Linked DNA regions of Sus scrofa: region 1 is linked to region 2. A link is a contact called in public Hi-C data. All regions are on one chromosome and are shown on one strand. Each heading gives the region's core, a stretch centred on a gene start, on an enhancer-like site or on the middle of the called end of the contact. The rest is flanking DNA. Distances are from core to core; before and after follow the strand shown. Region 1 overlaps MYH10 (myosin-10). Region 2 holds the start of RNF222 (RING finger protein 222).

Evidence for each region. A called contact is a pair of places that touch in the nucleus more often than the background predicts.
Region 1: a contact with region 2 is called in a Hi-C map of fetal liver, with 1.6 times the contacts expected there. The contact joins the enhancer-like site here to the promoter of RNF222 in region 2. A contact is called at or near these places in 8 of 47 Hi-C or Micro-C datasets (alveolar macrophages, embryonic fibroblasts, fetal heart ventricle and 4 more) and 2 of 2 datasets of contacts at active chromatin or transcription factors (alveolar macrophages and skeletal muscle).

What each region holds. Positions count from the first base shown.
Region 1 is chr12:53,650,322-53,655,141 of Sscrofa11.1, forward strand. It overlaps MYH10 (myosin-10), which reads right to left. Exons shown (of 44, transcript XM_021067863.1): 38 at 4,026-4,154; 39 at 3,624-3,712; 40 at 2,609-2,732; 41 at 2,320-2,528; 42 at 823-931. Among named protein-coding and RNA genes, the nearest start is that of NDEL1, 51 kb to the left of the region's middle. Within about 2 kb of position 1,855, at least 31 of the 83 cell types and tissues checked have an H3K27ac peak or open chromatin away from gene starts, as enhancers often do. A contact at or near this core is called in alveolar macrophages, embryonic fibroblasts, fetal liver and 2 more, where this site is marked.
Region 2 is chr12:53,564,668-53,569,737 of Sscrofa11.1, forward strand. It overlaps RNF222 (RING finger protein 222), which reads right to left and starts at 2,022. Exons shown (of 3, transcript XM_013990066.2): 1 at 1,135-2,022. It also overlaps a transcript of NDEL1 not described here.

The sequences.
Region 1 (4,820 bases), core at 605-3,104, 85 kb after region 2:
TGCTGTTCCCACACGACGCGGGACAATCAGTAACAGGAGAAGGTACGTTCCACTTGACACCGCCTTTCAACACGGGTAGGTGTGCCAACAATCCATTCTGATCCAAGTACAAAGCTACTCCGGGACCGGACGCGAGAACTCAGACTGCCCTATGGACCGATCCCTCCTGAGCCACAGAGACGGGCCCGCGCCCTGACGTCCACCCAGAACTGCCTTGAGGGCGGGAAGGCCAGGCCTGGCCGGGCCGGGTGCCGGACTGGACAGAGGAGGGGGGCGTCTGAGCCACAGGCAGGGGCTCCTCAGCGCCCCACTGTGGTTAGTGCAGGCCTGGCCACGGCCCCGAGTCCTGTGGGAACACGCCCTGAGTCTAAGGAACCAGATGCCTGGACGCAGACGGAAGGACCACTGTGGTCCCACGTGCAGAACACTTGCTTTCAATTCCTTTTCCATCCAACACCTCCTGCATCCATCCCTCCATCCTGCCAACATGCAGCAACTGCCAACTTTGCCCACGCTGCTCTAGGCATTCAAGAGGGCCGTGGGGTGAGGCGGGCAGGAATCCTGCACTCGGGAAGCGTCCACTCCCGTGGAGGACACGTGACAGTTTTAAGATGAGGCCTCACACTCGGGCAGGCGCCCGCCTCTCCCCCACATCTGGGTCGCCTGGGAGGCCGGCGGGGTCCCCACCCGCTCCGTATTCCCTGCTGGCGGGGGTGCTGACACGTTAGAACGGAGTTTGAAGCGGCTCTTGCTGACTGGGCTGGTCCAGTGGGGTAACCCGGGGGTTTGGACGCGGCTCCTCGCCTCCCGCCGCCCCCTCACCTGTTCTTTATACTGGTCTGCGTGGCGGCGCTCGTCTTCCACCTGCATGAAGATCTCCTTCAGCTTCTTCTCGGTGCGGCGGACCAGTTTGTTGGCGGCTGCTCTTTCCCTGTGAAAATGACCAGCACGTTCGTTTCCACCGGCCTTGAAAGGACCGTCTCATGCGTGGGAAATGCTTTTGAAGAGTCCTTCCTCTTTGTCTGGAAGATGACCTGTGTCAGAGTGCTTTCCGGGCCCTGTACCTCTGGAATAATCAATAGGGTCTAGAAATTTCTTTCTGGTCACACTGATTGAGTGACCTTTCAAAGATCAAATGTCACATATAAGCTACTTGTCACATATCAAGTGGAGGGTTTTTAAAGACAAAAATTGTAGCTGGTTACTCTAATCACCTAACTTTTTAGCCTGGGAAACAAAACAAAGAGTTTATTAAGTGGTCGTCTCAACTTAAAATTTTCTAACCACCTATTAAGATGCTAGAGCACCTGGGAGTTCCCGCTGAGGCGCAGCAGAAACGAATCCGACTAGTAACCATGAGGTGGCAGGTTCGATCCCTGGCCTTGCTCAGTGGGTTAAGGAGACAGCATTGCCGTGAGCTGTGGTGTAGGTGGCAGACGTGGCTCAGATCCTGCTCCGATTTGATCCCTAGCCGGGGAACCTCCATAGGCTGCAGGTGCAGCCCTAAAACCAAAAAACAAAAAAAGACAAAACCAAACAAATGAAAGATGCCAGAGCACCCCTGCTGAACACCCCCGCCCACTTTAGTTAGGAGTCAAATCTGCACCGGTGTAGACAGGCCTCCCCTGTCCACATGGAGGAGAAGGAGCTTATTTGGGGAACTCCACTGCGACCAGAAGTCCTTTTGATCCTTCACACACGTTATGCAAGAACGGACAGGGTGGGGCTGGAGTCCGCTGGAGGGCAGGTTACGTTAATGACAACTAACAGCAAACCAGCCCTGGACTGTGCGGGCCGTGCCGGAGGCGGGCCTGGCTCTGAGCACAGACGCTGCGCTTCGGGGCCCCAGGCTCCTCCGCAGGAGGCGGCCTCTGCCTCTGTCCCCAGAGACTGGTGACTGCCCGCCCCGAGCTGCCTTGTGCAACTCCTCGTACATTTCAGAGTGGTTTTCTCCAACCGAATGGAGACTGTTAAGCAATCCCCTCCTGGGGAGAAGAAAAGCTGCTTTTGGTCACATTATTTTTCTCTGCCAACAAACTGCAGCAGTTCACGTGACGGCCCCAGCTTGGGCAATCCGCTTTGGGTCAAGATGTAACTCTGGCCCCAGGAAATCACGGGGCACAGCCCTCAGCCGGGTCTGGGGAGAGCTGACAGGGCTTCCCTGAGGGCTTGCATCACCTCCTCTCTGGTTCCACGTGTTCCTGTCATTTCTTCCCCTGCCGAGGGAGCTCCTGAGGGAGAGGGGGCATGTCTGTCCCCTCGGACTCCAGGCTGAACCTGGACCTGGTCTGTAGCAGAGATGCAGCAGAAACCTCTTACTTGGCCTCCTGCTCAAGCTGCTCCTCTAGCTGCCCAATCTTGGCTTCCAGGGCTGAGATGGTGGCCTTGAACTTGGACTTGACAGCGCCCTCCAGCTCCTGCAGCTTGGCCTTCAGCTCCTTGTTCTGCCGTTCCAGCTGCTGGCGCGCGTTGTCGCTCTTCTGGGCGGCGCTGCGCTCGGCCGCCAGCTCTGCGTTCAGCGTGTCCACCTGTGGAGGAGAGACGGTCAGCCGTGTGGCGGCAGCGCGGCCCTTCGCGGGCCGGGCCGGGCCGGCCGCCGCGTGTGCACCTGCAGCGTGGTCTTGCGGAAGCGGTCGTTGAGCAGCTCCATGTTGCTCTGCTCCTCTTCCAGCTCCTCCTCCAGCTGCGCGATTCGCGCCTCTAGACGCCGCTTCTCGTCCAGCAGCGCAGACCTGCGGGGTGGAGGAGGCGGGTCCAGACCGGTCTCTGCCAAGCTGGGGACTCCCAACTCCTCCTGGGGGCCTCCTCCACCCTCCCCGCTGCCGGAGCCGAGCAGCGCGCCTCATTTTTCTCTCTCCTCTGTACCCACCCAATCCGCGTCCCAACACGCCACCCGCTTCTCTCCATCCCAGCCCCGTCATCTCCGGTCTGGAGCACTGCGATAGCCTCCCAGCCGACCTCCCTGCCACCTCCCCGTCGCTGCTCCGCAGGGCAGCCAGTGGCAGCTTCAAAGCGTGGCTGTGGCTGTGGCATAGGCCTGCAGCTGTAGCTCCGACTTGCCCCCCTAGCCTGGGAACCTCCATATGTTGCGGGTGCGGCCCTAAAAAGACAAAAAATAAATAAAACTACAAGTGCAAAAGGATCCTGGTATTTCCTAGCCTTCGGCTACTGGTTCTCCAGTGCACTGAGATCAAAGGCCAACTCATCATTCATCACTTAAATGACCATGATGAATCCTCAGCACAGCAGAGAAAAATTGTGATTTTTGACAAAAAGTACGAGCAGGGAAAGGTAAGTCTAAGGAATCTATCGTCAGATGTGAGGAACGTGAAGGCTTGTGTTGCACGGCGGTGCGGCCTTTGGAAAGCAGGTTAGGTCTGCATGTCTGTCCTGCGTGCCTGCCGTGGGTGTGACCGGCACAGGGAGACGCGGCCTGTGCGCCTCGTTCCAGACTGAACAGATGAGCAGACCAACAACTGGCTCCCCCAACAGCCATCTTGTGCCCCAGGTGTGTGCTCCGGGGCATGGGCCGCAGGTGCCCATAAGGACTGTGTGTCGGGGGGTGGCAGGCAGCCACGGATTTCAAGACGCCCTCCCCTTCCACGTGTTGCCAGGAGACTCACTTGCCAGAGGCGCTGTTGGCGATCTCGTCCGCCAGCTCGTCTCTCTCCTGCTCGGCGTGTCGGCGGGCTCGCTCAGACGAGGCAAGTTCCTGAGGAAGTGGAGACTGATTTCAGCTCTGGACGCTGACAGTTTCGTCCAAGGTGAAAGCTGACGGTGCCTGTAGGCTGCCGCCGCCTGGCTCCAGGCACTCCTAGTGTGCCTCAGACTACAGTTAGATTGGAGAAATTACTCATCCACTGCTCGGTTTTAGCCCAGGCAGAGGAGTGTCCACTTTGCTTGCTGTACTGAAGCCACCAGATGGATCAGTACCGTATTAAAAATGGAAAGTGATATCCGGTCTTAGAGAAATTTCAAGGGCAACTATTTGTTAAACTAATGGACGAATAAGTAAAGCAGCATACCTCCTGCAATTGAAGAATTTCTGCTTCCAGACTCTTTAATTTCTTTTCACTCTCTTTGGATTGAGCAAAAATCTCATCACGGGATGCACGTGCTTCTTCTAATTCACGTTGGTAGTCCTTCATCTGAGCCTAAGATTAAACGGGAAGAAGGTTTTGGGTTAGTGTTCATTCACTGTTTTATAGTATTTTTTCCAGATTATAAAACATGCATTTATTCTAAATATAAAAGTATATGCAAGTAACAAAAACATCACAAGGAAACATTTAGGCCAATATCCTCAACAAAATAGTAACCAGTAGACTCCATCCACACGTTGAGAGAATTATCCACTGTGTACGTTTATACAGCATCACACCCCACTGTCCAAATGGGATGCTTCTGAGGAAGGCAGGGGTGGTCTGACGTCCCAGAGTGAATTTCTAGAGGCTTCCGATCATCTCCGTAAATGCAGAAGAGGCGTTTGACAAAATCCAACCCCCTTTCAATAGACACTCAATAAACTGAAGGAAACTTCTCAACTCGATAAAGGGCATCAAGGGGAAAGCTGACAGGCAACATCATGCTTGATGGTCAAAGACGAAACGCTTTCCCCTGAGGTAGCGACGAGACAGCATGTCTGACCTTGACACTGTAATAGAGTCTAGTCAAAGCAATTACCCAAGAGAAAGAAAAGACATTCAGATTGGAGGAGAAGAAGAAAAGCGGCTCAATGTGCAGATGATAGGACCTTATATATAGAAAGTATTAGGCATCCACTAAAAACCCCTTAGAACCAATAAACGCGTTCGGCGAGG
Region 2 (5,070 bases), core at 772-3,271:
TGCAGTGGGATCCCACATTGTCACTGCAGTAGCTTGGCTCGGGTTTGATGCGTGGCCCAGGAACTTTCCCATGTTGCAGGTGTGGCCAAAAAACAAAGGAACACGCTCTGGTTTGGGCACAAACCAGCTAAATAGCAGTGCAAGACAGTCTATGCCAAAGGCACCCCGGTTGGTGCTTCAGGAAATGGGAGAGGCGGGCTGGAAAGACGTCCTAGATGAGATGGGACCAGTGTGGAGCTAATAATAAATAATTATAACAGCGACTATTTATTGAGCACTAATTATGCGCTTGGCATTTTGCGTCCCTTCCTCATTTATTCATGACCACTCTGGGAGGTAGATATTATCTCTGTGTTACAGGTGAGGGAACCGAGGCTTAAGTAGCTTGTTCAGAGTCACGCTGCTGGTACAGGCAGACCCAGGATTCGAGGCCAAGTCAGCCTGGCTGTGCAGCTATGCTGTGAGCCACCGCCTCTAGCCAGGGTTCGGATTTGCATCCGTGGCTGGCCTTCCAGCCCTTGATGGAAAGAGTGAATGAAGAGTCTAGCAAAATAGGAGGTCCCCGCCCTCACACCTCTACAGAGACACTGGTTTAACAAACAGCCGGGGGTGACAGCACCTCACAGGAGCTCTAGAATCCAGTTGTAGAGGCTAAATAGGTCCAGCTTTTCACGCATCAATTGTACCTCTGTAAAGGGTTGTTTTTTTTTAAAGGAATAGATGAGGAAGCACGGATATAAAAGTGACTTCCCAAACATCTCTAGTTGGGGTGACTAAACAGGGCTGCCACTCCAGCCCCCCGGAGGCAGGGGTTGGATCAGGGCTGGCCTGGGGGAGCCGACCCCCTGAACCCCAGTGCCTGGCTTCACCCACAGTAGAGCCCACTGTGAGAACTGGTGGGGGGTGTCACCCGCCCAGGCAACCCCTGACCCCTCCACTTTGTGACAGTGAGCCTTGGGACACTCCTAGGTACCTGTTTCCCTCCTGGGTCCCCAAGGCAAGACTTTACAGCTTCAGCCTGACCGTTCCCGCACTGGAGACACCACACACAGACTCCCACACCCAGCATCATGCCCGTCAGGGCAGGACCCTGCCAAGCTCCTTCCCCACCCCCAGCCCAGCCCCCAGACTCACCTTGGCTGGGACCAGGGCCAGCAGCATCCGCCTGTCCGCCCGGGGCCTCCGTGGAGCAGGTCTGAGCCACCAGAGGTGCTGGGCGGGTGGCTCGTCGTCCCGCGGCTGTCACTGATTTCCTAATGACGGAGCAGGCCCGGAGGACAGCGCCAGGAAGTGAATGTCACCCAACCCGTTTGAGGCTGGGAGGCTCTTGGCGTTGCCCAGGGGTTTGGCCCCTGCTGGAGTCAGCTGATGGCGGTGAGGATGCTGGAGAGGAGGGGCCCCTGGCCTGGGGAGGAGCCCACGGATGGGTCTCACAATGGGGGCAGTGACCCAGGACCCCTCTGACTGAGGCTCCCCAGCCGTGGGTCACCCCATGACGAGAAAGCCATGTTCACAGGCCTTCCAGCCTCCTGGACCCGGTTCAGTGATCCTTAACCTCCCCCGGCCGCCGCGCACAGGCTGAAGGGGTAAGACCGAGTCAGGAAGGCTCAGGTGTTTGGGCGACGTGCTTTCGTACTCTTGTCCTTCATCCCGCCCCCCAAGGGGCTGCGGGCTCCCAAAGACCAAACACCTCTGGGTTAAGGGAGGCAGGGGAAACCAATGAAGTTGAAATAGGCGTCTGCATGGAAGTCCCTGATGTCACGTGCAATAGAAGGACGTCCCAGAACCATCTTATGAACCTCCTTATGGAAATGCTAGTATATGATCATATTTATGGTGGAAAGATCTGGAAGAATTCACATCCAACCTGATAGCTGTTATCTCTGGAGGAACTTTCTGACTTAGACGTTCCTATGCTACGTGAATGTGTGTTTCTTTCGTGATCAGAAAAGAATAAGACAGGAGCAGAGCTCCCTGGTGGCTCAGCGGGTCTGGCTCTGGTGACTGCTGTGGCGTGGGTTCGCTCCCTGGCCCCGGGAACTTCTGCCTGTTGCAGGCATGGCCAAAAAAAAAGGAAAAAAAAAAAAAAAAGATAGTGTAGGAGCTAAACTGAGGGGGCCCCCGAAGATGGCCCCTCCCTCACCCAGGGGGCTGGGGGGTGGTCAGGGCAGTGCTCCCCACCTTCTTGCCCACACAGTGCCAGGTGTCGTGAAGGCCTCATGTTCTTTCCCCAGGAGCTGACTGAGGCAGTCCCCGGTCTATTAGCAGAAATGCAGATGCCAGGTAGATTTGTATTTCAGGTAAACAACAAGCTTTTTTGTTTGTTTGTTTGTTTGAATGCAAGTGTGCTCAGTGCAATCTTTGGGACCCACTCATGGGTAAGTGGGATCAATGGTATGGTGACAGAAGCTAGACTTTTTTTTTTTTTTTTTTTTGGTCTTTTTAGGGCTGCACCCACAGCACATAGGAGTTCCCAGGCTAGGGGTTGAATCGGAGCTATAGCTGCCGGCCTGCACCACAGCCACAGCAGCACCAGATCCGAGCCGCATCTGTCAGCTACATCACAGCTCATGGCAACGATGGATGCTTAACCCACTGAGTAAGGCCAGGGATTGAACCTTCGTCCTCATGGATGCTAGTCAGATTCGTTTCCGCCGAACTACAACAGGAACTCCCTGGAAGCTAGAGTTTTGGTGATAACCAGGCTGCAGTGTGTACAGAAGTAGAAATAGGATGTTGGACACATGAAACTTAGATTACAAACCAGTGTTACCTTGATAAATTAAAAAAAATTAATACTTGGGATCTATTATACTAATAAATTAGCCATTGTTTACCTAAAACTCAAAATTTACTGGCCATCCTGTTTCACTTTGCACCTCTAGTCCCAGCGGGCTGTCCAAATTTCTCTCCTTTTGTCACACCTCCAGGGACCCCTTCAGCAGTGTGGCTTCTGACTCTACCAGGGCTTCCTGGGAGGGGTCCCTGAAAAGGAGTCCCACCCACTCAGTGTCAGTGCTCTGTATGTCCCCTGTGGAGGGAACTGAGCCGGGCCAGGCTGTCCTTACACTCTGTCTATTGTGATGTGATGATGGGGTAACATTTGAAGTTCTCGTGGCCCCCAAGTCTTTTCCATTGGTCCTGCCATGAAGCTGGACTTTGAAGGTTATGCTGAATATGTAAGTATGTGTTATCAGAGTCTATCACGGTTTTGCATTCCCAAATAAGAATTCCACTTTAGGAGTTCCCATCGTGGCGTGGTGGAAATTAATCCGGCTAGGTACGATGAGGTTGCGGGTTCGATCCCTGGCCTTGCTTAGTGGGTTAAGGATCCGGTGTTGCCGTGAGCTGTGGTGTAGGTCACAGATGTGGCTTGGATCTGGCATTGCTGTGGCTCTGGCGTAGTCTGGGGGCTACAGCTCTGATTAGACACCTAGCCTGGGAACCTCCATATGCCATGGGTGCAGCCCTAAAAAGACACACACACACACACACACAAAAGAATCATATATCCGTATGTATATGCATATGTACGTACACACAACTTACTTGAGAGTCAGCATATCAGCTGGGAAACCGTGCCTTTATTTATCGGGTCGTCTCTAGCCATCTAGCAAGGTCCTAACATGGTATGACATAGAGCTGTGTTTTTGGACGTAGGGTTTTTCTAGCCACGTCCACAGCCTGCAGAAGTTCCCGGGCCAGGGATTAAACCCATGCCACAGCAGTAACCTGAGCCACAGCAGTGCCAACACTGGATCCTTAACCTGATGAGCCACCAGGGAACTCCTGGACTGTTAAGTTCTGACAGGCAGCGGGGAACTGGTGGTCAGGAAAGCTTGAGAGCACAAGTATATTAGCCAGAAGGACCCACCCTATAGGATTTGACAGCAAGGAGTTTAGGGAAATTGAGATCAATGCAAGAGCACTCACAAGGGCGCTTAGTGCGTTGATATAAAGAGAAAGTGCGTGTACCTTTGGGTAAGGCAGACGCGGGATCCGAGCCGCGTCTGCGACCTACATCACAGCTCACGGCAACGCCGGATCCTTAACCCACTGAGCGAGGCCAGGGATCGAACCCACATCCCTTCGTTCCTCTGTTACTTCATCTGAAAAATGGAGGTGACATTACCTCCTCTATAGGACTGTGATGATTAAAAGAATGGATGCATGGTGTGCCTGAACCTACTGAACGGGAGAAAATATTTGCAAATAATATGACCAATAAAGGATTAATATCCAACACATATAAACAGCCCCTACACTTCAACTTCAAAAAACAAACAACCTGATTTAAAAAAAAATGGGCAGAAGGAGTTCTGTGGTGGCTCAGCGGGTTAAGAACTGGACACAGTGTCCATGAGGATGCAGGTTCAATCCCTGTCCTTGCTCATTGGGTTAAGGATCTGGCGTTGCTGCAAGCTGCGGTGTAGGTTGCAGGTGTGGCTTGGCTCTGGTGTTGCTGTGGCTGTGACGTAGGCTGGCAGCTGCAGCTCCGACTCAACCCCTAGCCTAGGAGCTTCCATAAGCCACAGGTGAAGCTTAAAAAAAAAAAGAGATTGCCGGTGGCCAACAGACACATGATGAAAAGATGCTCCATGTCATTAGTCATCAAGGAAATGCAAGGTGATATCTCAAGCTGCAGCGTGAGTCACAGATCTGACTCGGATCTGGTGTCGCTGTGGTCGTGGTGTAAGCCAGCAGCTGTGACGATGCTGGATCCTTAACCCACTGAGCCACAAGGGAACTCCCAGGGCTCTGTGATTTTTTTTTTTTTTATGCCCCCCTCTTTTTTCTTCTGGCTAGAATGCCTTTCAACCTCATCACCTCCCCACTGGCATCTCTGTCTTTTAAGACCTTGAAGGAGGGGATCCTAAGTCATCTCTGGCCTGGTATCTATCAACAGGGCTCAGGAGATCAGTGTCTGTTAAATCAGCACATCTACCTTCTCAAGCCTAGCTCCTGTGTGTGTGTGTGTGTGTGTGTGTGTGTGTGTGTGTGTGTGTGTGAAGTCTGGGCGATGTGGTCATTCCACTTTATTCTAAACACCTTCGGAATGTGCACCAAAAT